2 separate regions of the Capsicum annuum genome follow, and region 1 is linked to region 2. A link is a contact called in public Hi-C data. All regions are on one chromosome and are shown on one strand. Each heading gives the region's core, a stretch centred on a gene start, on an enhancer-like site or on the middle of the called end of the contact. The rest is flanking DNA. Distances are from core to core; before and after follow the strand shown.

Evidence for each region. A called contact is a pair of places that touch in the nucleus more often than the background predicts.
Region 1: a Hi-C map of leaf shows a contact between it and region 2, with 2.6 times the contacts expected there. The contact joins the promoter of LOC107858971 here to the promoter of LOC107858967 in region 2. A contact is called at or near these places in 3 of 5 Hi-C or Micro-C datasets (bud, leaf and placenta).

Annotation. Positions count from the first base shown.
Region 1 is chr2:112,253,530-112,257,561 of UCD10Xv1.1, forward strand. It overlaps LOC107858971 (O-fucosyltransferase 23), which reads right to left and starts at 1,743. Exons shown (of 3, transcript XM_047406622.1): 1 at 1,508-1,743; 2 at 1,041-1,125; 3 at 1-875. The coding sequence starts at 741.
Region 2 is chr2:112,118,066-112,122,197 of UCD10Xv1.1, forward strand. LOC107858967 (fe(2+) transport protein 1) reads right to left here and starts at 2,002. Exons shown (of 3, transcript XM_016703798.2): 1 at 1,245-2,002. The coding sequence starts at 1,886.

The sequences.
Region 1 (4,032 bases), core at 493-2,992, 140 kb after region 2:
GCTTGACATTGGATTCTTACTTCTATCCTCCATTCCTATTTCTCTAATCTTGGAGACAACTTTATCTGCTTCTGTCGATATTTCCTCTACTAAAGCTAAGCATTCGAAAACCCTTGCATAGTCTTTAGTTGGCCAATGGTCATGCCACAAAAAGGGGTTCTTCCCTACTATCCGAACGATCTCATGTGCATTATATGGATGCTTACTAAACTGATTCAACTGCTCCAAATCTTTTTCCAATGTCCACCTTCTTCCATTGCCTTTCTGAAGTTCGATAACATCACTTTGATTCGAAACATCTGAATAACGACTCAATTGGACAAACCCTTTGCAAACTGAATTAAATCTTTCAAATTGGAAGACCTTATCGAAAGAAATAGGCTTCAAAAGTTCGAAGTCTTTATAAAATAGCGAAGCACTCAATTTAGGCATCAACAATGTTCGATTGAGCATTCGTGCAGTCAAACAAGCTCTAGCAAAAGCAATCTTCTGATTGTTCAATCCCCACACAATCTGAGGAACTTCAAGAAACTTCTGTTTCACCGGTTGATTCGACGAGAATGAACGGTTATGGACAAGGACAAATTTGTTCTGTTGAATGACCCCACTAAGTCCAGAGAATGTTGGAAGCAAAACAGTTCCAAGGAACAAAGCAATGACCACCAACAACAAGCATTTTGCAGCCAAGAAATTCAAATGGACTCCAAAAAGTCTCAATTGCTTACAATTTGACAAGTCCATTAGAGATTCAATCCAATTAAGTTCAGATACTACTCATCTCAACAAAACAATATTCAATGAACCAAACAACAAAAACCCATAATAGTTCAATCCTCAGCTCCAGTCAGAGAATCAGACTTGATTAGCCTCTTTTTCTGAGCAGACAAAAAAAAAACAAGAAACGGGAAGGGAAATCAAATTATTAACTACTGCATCTGAAAACCACTTCTGAAACAGAGAAGAATACATTTATCTATCATTACAAAATAAAAAGCAAAAAAACATGAAAAGATAACTAAAATTTACCTCAATTGTCTAACCTTGAAATCTGAAAACAGAAATACAAACAATTTCTGAAAGCCAAGAAAGAAACAGAATCCTTTCGGTCCAGATATATTTCAGTTTCTGAAAAGTTCAAGAAAACCGATTAAAGAGGAAAATGGATCTTAAAACATGCTAAAAATCCAATCTTTTTGCTTCACAAAAGAAAATCAATCATGAAAGTCAAACATCCATTAAAACCCAAATGAGAACTTCCAAAAATAGAAGAAGAAGAAGAAGAAGAAGAAGAAGAAGAAGAAGAGAAGAGACCAGAAACCATAAAAAGGGACAAAACTATGATGCATGCAATCCCAACAAAACAAGAAAAGTGAGGTAATAGGGGCCACCCCAGGTGGGGTTGTTGCGTTGGGTTTGGGGTTAGGGGTTAGGGAGGAAGAAGGAAGAAGAAGTTCTATTGTTCGGAAAATAAGGGAGGCGAAAGGGTAAAGAAGGTAAAAGTTGTGACCTTTGAGTTGTTGTTGGAGTGTAAAGTGAAGCCAACCACAAAGAAAATTAAAGGGAACTCAAAGACAATGAGGATGATTCCAAAAGAATAAATAAAAAATTGTATGTATGTGTGTGTGAGAGAAAAGGGGGAAAACATAGGATGAGCTTTTTTGCATGGAAGGGAAGAGAGAAACGGGGACTCAAAATTCGTACAGCCAAAGCAAAACCCAAGTGCCAACAATGCATCACCATCATGACAACTCACACCAAAGAAAAATGTAATTTCCTCAATTAGCATATCTTTTTCTTATTTCTTTCTCTCTTGAAAAAGAAATAGAGCATCAAATCCTTTTTCCAACCAAAATAATAAATTTAGTGTATTCTCGTAAAGTGGAGTCTGAGTTGGGTAAAATATATGCGGCTCATATTATTATTCGAATGAAATAGAGAGGTTGTTTTTTATAGACTCCAACACAGGATAAATAACAGTGTAACAAACATAAAAACACAATAATATAAAAACAAACAATAGAATAAGATAACATACCACTAGATAATAAAAAAAACAAGACACCCATAAAATAATAATATAAATTATTCGTTCAAACTCACAAACATCACCAAAACACCACGAATAAGAAACTATAAGACGCACTCATACACTACGACTATATGCACAACTACAAACAATACACTCCTTCCTACTAGTAAGGTCGCACTCCTACCCACTAACCTTCTACTCCTAATCTGCGTCCTCCACATCTTCCTATCAAGGGTTATGTCTTCCATAAGTTCTATCTGTTTTATACTGTGTCTAATTACCTCCCTTCAATATTTCTTCGGCCTACCTCTACCTCGTCTGAAACAATCCTTAGCGAAACTCTCACACCTCTGTACTATGGCATCCGTACACCTCCTCATCATATGCTCTAATCATCTCAACCTCACTTTTCGCATTTTGTCTTCCATTGAAGCCACTCTCACCTTCTCTTGAATAATTTCATTTCTAACACTATCTCTCCTAGTAAATGCACACATCAATCTCAAAATTCTCATCTCCACTACCTTCAATTTTTGGATGTGGGAGTTTTTGACCGACCAACCTCCGTTATATACAATATAGCCGGTTGAACTATCACTCTATATACCTTAACTTTAAGTTTAAGATGCACCTTCTTGTCACACAGGACACCTGAAGCGAGCCTCTATTTCAACTACCCTACACCAATACGATGTGTGGCATCCTCGTTAATCTTTTCATTCTCCTGAATCATAGACGTAAGATACTCTCAACTATCTCTCTTTCAGATGGACTGGACATCCTACTTTACTGCCATGTCAACCTCATGTATTAAATTACTAAACTTGCACTCCAAGTACTTCTTGTTGATCCTCCTCAACCTAAACATTTTAAACTCTAAGGCATGTCTCCAAACCTTCAACTTATCATTAACTCTTCCCTAGGCCTCGTCAATTAAAACTACATCACCCACAAATAACATACACTAAGGCACCTTCCCTTTGAATCTATCGCATCAATACATCTATCACCAAGGTGAATAAAAATGGATTAAGATCAATTTTCGGTGACGAAAAAGTTCTCTGAATCTTCTCTCACTGTCCTCACATGAGTCTTCACTCCATCGTACATGTCTTGAATCGACCTAGTGTACGTCACGGGCAAACCTCTAGCTTCTAAACACCTCCACAAAACTTTATGGGGACTTTTTCATACGCCTTCTCAAAATCGATGAATATCATATGTAAGTCCTTCTTTTCCCTATACTGTTCCACTTATTTCTTTACTGGGTGAATGGCTAAGGTAATCGAGTGACCTGGCATTAAACCGAATTGATTCTCAAAAATAGTCATGATCCTTCTCAACTTCAACTTTACCTTCCTTCTAGTATGACTCAACAACCTGATATCTCTATAGTTGTTGCAATTTTGAATGTCTCTTGTTCTTATATAATGAAATCATCGTACTTCATCTCCAAGCTTTGGGCATCCATCCCTATACTTAAAATAGTTGCTCCTACGTTCCGTTTTACTTCGCCTCTATACTTAAAATAGTTATTTCAATTTACATGTTTAATTTATGAAATCAAGTGAATTTTGTTATATTTTTACTTTAGTATTAAATAACTATATAAAGTATTAATTTGATCAAATACACTTCTAACAAAAAAATCCATAAAGGTTTATCAAGTCAAATTAATTTGATCAAATACACTTCTAATGAAAAATTCCATAAAAGTTTATCAAGCCAATACAGATCAAGTAAAAGGAATGGAGTATGTAAGTATAAATATCTTGCCATTGTGAACAAAATTACCGAGCTAGGTGTGTAGATCAGCTTGTATAATTAGGGAAATAAATAAATAACTCCATGTTATGAATTTTGTACTGACCCAAGGGAGGTACTCTAACAGCCTGTTTGTCCAAACAGTATTTGACGAATTTCTACAACTCAATAAAAAGATTTAAATCTTATGGTTATTAAATATTTACATAATTTCTGTATATCGTTGTGAAAATTGGTGT
Region 2 (4,132 bases), core at 752-3,251:
TCAATTATCTTTAGCTTTAATTTTTGTCACAATCCGCAACATTGTGGCTCTCTTATAAGAGAATAATATGATACCATCCCACTTTTGGCGCACTTGTTTGATGAGCTAAACCTAAGCGCCGTATAAGTCAAAAGCTAGCATGAGACCTTAAAAAACGACATCGAAATCTAAAACTTTTTTTTCCTCTATTTGACTAGTAGGTCAAATGAACGACTAAAAATGACTAGTAGGTCAAATTAACAAACGACTAAAAAGTATATTCATAGCATAAAAGTAATTATATTTCCAGTTCAATTTAATCGACCATAGAAACTTATTCTCTGTTATTTCAGTTACTATATTAATTTGCGATGAAGAGTTTTAAGTTATTGTAGGTCAATTTAACGTAATGACAGAAAAATTAACACACTTACTAGTAGAAAAGAAAATTGAAAACGTAAAAAAAATGTATTAATATACTTATTTATGTGACTCCACCGATAGTAATCTTAACAAATACCTATATAAGATTGAACACAGAGATTATTAATCGTCTTTAGGAGGAGTTCCAAATGTTATGCACTTTCTTTCTTGTCCATATTATTACTTGCAATAGTATGCTAACACCCATATATAGCAAGATAAAACAAATAGTTCAATAAGTTCTATGCACTTGCCCTGAATAGAACACAAACAAGTGTAATATAATAACGTGAAATATAAACAATAATTTTTCTATATTAATCGGTTAATGACCGTGTAAAATTGTTAGCTCTCCTGTACATAACTTAAATCCTAAAACAATTGAATTGGAGAAACCAGCGTATATGAGAATTATTGTTTCAAAATCTAATATATCACTAGTTTGATCGGATATTTTAGGCAAACATAAGCACATGGACAACCCTATTTTAGCTAATTTAGTAATGTTTGGAGCAACAACCTAATATTCGGTAGTATTAATTTGTCATTGATAAGAAAAGATATGCATGTGAGCTGTGGCTAGAAGTATTGGATCTATCTATGAATGGTATCGCTAAAGCAGTCAACTAGAATTAGACAAGAATGTATTCTTCAAATCTGAACCATTTAAGTTGCAATCTCCATGTGCAAAGATTTTCTTATACTATATTATTAGTAGTATCATTAATAAATTAATATATTCGGTCAATGCATATAGCTTAAACTTTTACTTTCTTAGGAAAATTTTGAACACTATTTATTTCAAACTATTTCACATAAATTAAAAGAGAAAAGAGACCAACCATGGCAATAACGCGATAACGAAGCAGTTTCGTTCCATCTTTAGAGAGGGAACCATGGTGATGAGAATGGAAATGGACATTATAATTCCCCGTGCCCATTTCTTGATCACCACCATCAATAATATGTCCATTTTGAACTTGTTGATTACTTTCTGGATTAATTACACCAGCATTATGCTTCTTGCTGTACAAGCTAGTAGCCATAGAGTCAATAGCCAACGTAATTATAGCAGATAACATAGCAACAAATCCAGTGAAGGGGAACTTGTGCCAAGGATTTTCATTCAGACAATTAGACGACAACATGTCAAAAGAATCAGGCAACACGTGCATGAAACCAGTACCTAGAATAATTCCGGCAGCAAATGCCTTAACTATAACGAAAAGGTCCCGGTCAGGGCTCAACGCCGAAACTGAACGTGTGACAAGAGGTAAGCATACTCCAATCATGCTAGTGATTAAAATGGAAACTATGGCTATGATTTTTAAGGTTAATGCTTTAGATTTGTTGTTGCATGTGTTGTGTGTTTGTGATTCACACGATGAGTCACCTTGTGAGAAAGCTTGAGGTGTGAAAATGGAAGTGAGGATGAAGAGGATGAAGATTATCTTGGAATTAAAAGAAGCCATTGATGAATACATACCAATTCTTGATCTCTAGCTAGCTCGGTGGCTTCTTCTTTTCTTCTTGGTTTTGGTGAATATTTATTTTGCTTTGGTTTGAGGTTTGTGAGATGTGATAATATCAGGGAGATGCTATATACTATATAGACATAGCATCTGGTGATATCATGTGCATGGATAAAAATAGTATACTAAGGTCTTAAATGCTAAACTGACAAGTTGGTGTAATAGTCCTTTTTTTCTTGTTTTGTTTTATTTTAAAATCAAACATATAGATTAAATGAACCGCCCTCCGAATTGTTGATATGATTCCTCGTATATTACACGTATTTTGCTAGCTACACTTGTCCTCTCTTAGAACTGCATTTATAATTTTATACAAGTTGCAACATGAACATTAGGGAATGGATGATCAATAGATCTAATTTAAGAAGTACGTAAGATTATTAGATGTCCATTTTCCTGCAAAAACAAAATGTCAAATTTCGAAAACTACAAACTGCGAGCAAGTGCAATAAGTCATACCCTTGTTGGTGTAAGGAAAAGGATAAGGCTAAATAGAAATTAATGATCTTATAGATGCATGAATCTACCATAAAAATTTGTGAAGAAATTGTGTATCTCCCTTATGATACACACTTATTAGCATTAAAAATGATCCTGCAAAAATCTCCTGCGTTTCAGTTACAGATATTATGTGTCATGATCTTTTACTGATTTCATGTGTAAAGAATCATGTACGTAACTAGTTAAAGAAGCAATACCTTTTGTCAAGATCCTACTAGAAATTCAAGACGGACACTTCGGGGATCGGGATCTGACTTCAAACAAATTTATCTGAAAACAAATTACCAAGCTCTGTATTTCCATAATTCATAAAGACTTTGAAAGCAACAGGATGAACACCCCAGAGTGGAGCATCTGGCCAAACAACATGCTTTTATTGAAATGCTAAGCCATTTCTAGGCCCCCAGCCCTGCCAGACAATGACACGGATCATGCAGCTAAATTACTCTAGTATGGGCTTAATACCAAACTCGTCCATCGCACGAAAGTAGTAGTTATAGCTTGTTTGGCCAAGTTTCTAAAATCAACTTATTATCAGAAGTGTTTTCATTTACTTTTGCTGAGAAGTACATCAACAAGTATTTTTAAGCAATAATTAGTGTTTGGCTAACTAGATGCCTCATAAAATAAAGACATGGAATTGTCTAACCTCTTACATTTTTCCATGGAGGTCGATGAGGAAGATATAAATAAAGACATCCAGATGGAGAGCAACATCGAGAATATGACCATGAGCCCTGTAACACCCCAAATCGTCCATGCATTAGTCTGATTTATTTTGACTTCCTAAGTGAGTAAAGTTTAAACCATTTAGAATTTCCTTAATTTTGACTCTCTATCAAGTGGGAAATTGAATGAGCTTTCTGTCGATAGAAGATTTGTCCAAACCCGATACCCGGGCAAGAAGTTATGGCTAAATTTAAGCCCTAGTCGTAAAACATTGTCATTTTGATGCTTGACGCGTCGTGGAGGGGGTCTATTTAACAATTGTCAAATTCCAGTAGCCTAGCGTGATTTTGGCGCGTCACATTGAAGTTCCAGGTCCCAACCAGTGGGACAAGGCGATGGCTCCGCGTTGCGGTGACCCTAAGAATCCCATTCGTCAATTTTCAATGAGCCACCGCGATTGTGGCGCGTCGCGGTGGCCCACAAAATCGGGCTCCCAGTTATATTTTTATTACGTCTCATTAAGGGTATATTAGGTATTTTTCACCCCCTATCAGCTTAAACACGGGATTATACTCCCGAGTGACCTCATTATTCATACTTTCTTTGAAAATTCACAAGAACACTCTCTAGGGTTTCAAACTAAAGACCCAATTAACTCAAGATTCAACCGTGGGTTTCCGAAACTGAGTGAAGATTTGGAATCCCCAAACCGTAGGCTTCAAGAATCATCCATCAAATTTCTAAATTGAATTACGTGGGGTTTATCCTAAAAACTACATGGGCTTGTAAACGCTAGAACATGATTTAAAGATTATCAAGCATGAGTTTTAGAAAGGGGTTTTGGAATATATGATTTTATTATGCATTATGAACGTTTAATTGTATTGTTGATTTGGTCTTTAGGCCTTTTCCCCTTAAATTGATTTAAACCTATATGAATATGTATGATGTTCCCCTTAAATTGATTTAAACCTATATGAATATGTATGATGTTGAAGATTTGATAGAGAACATTTTTATTGAAATCC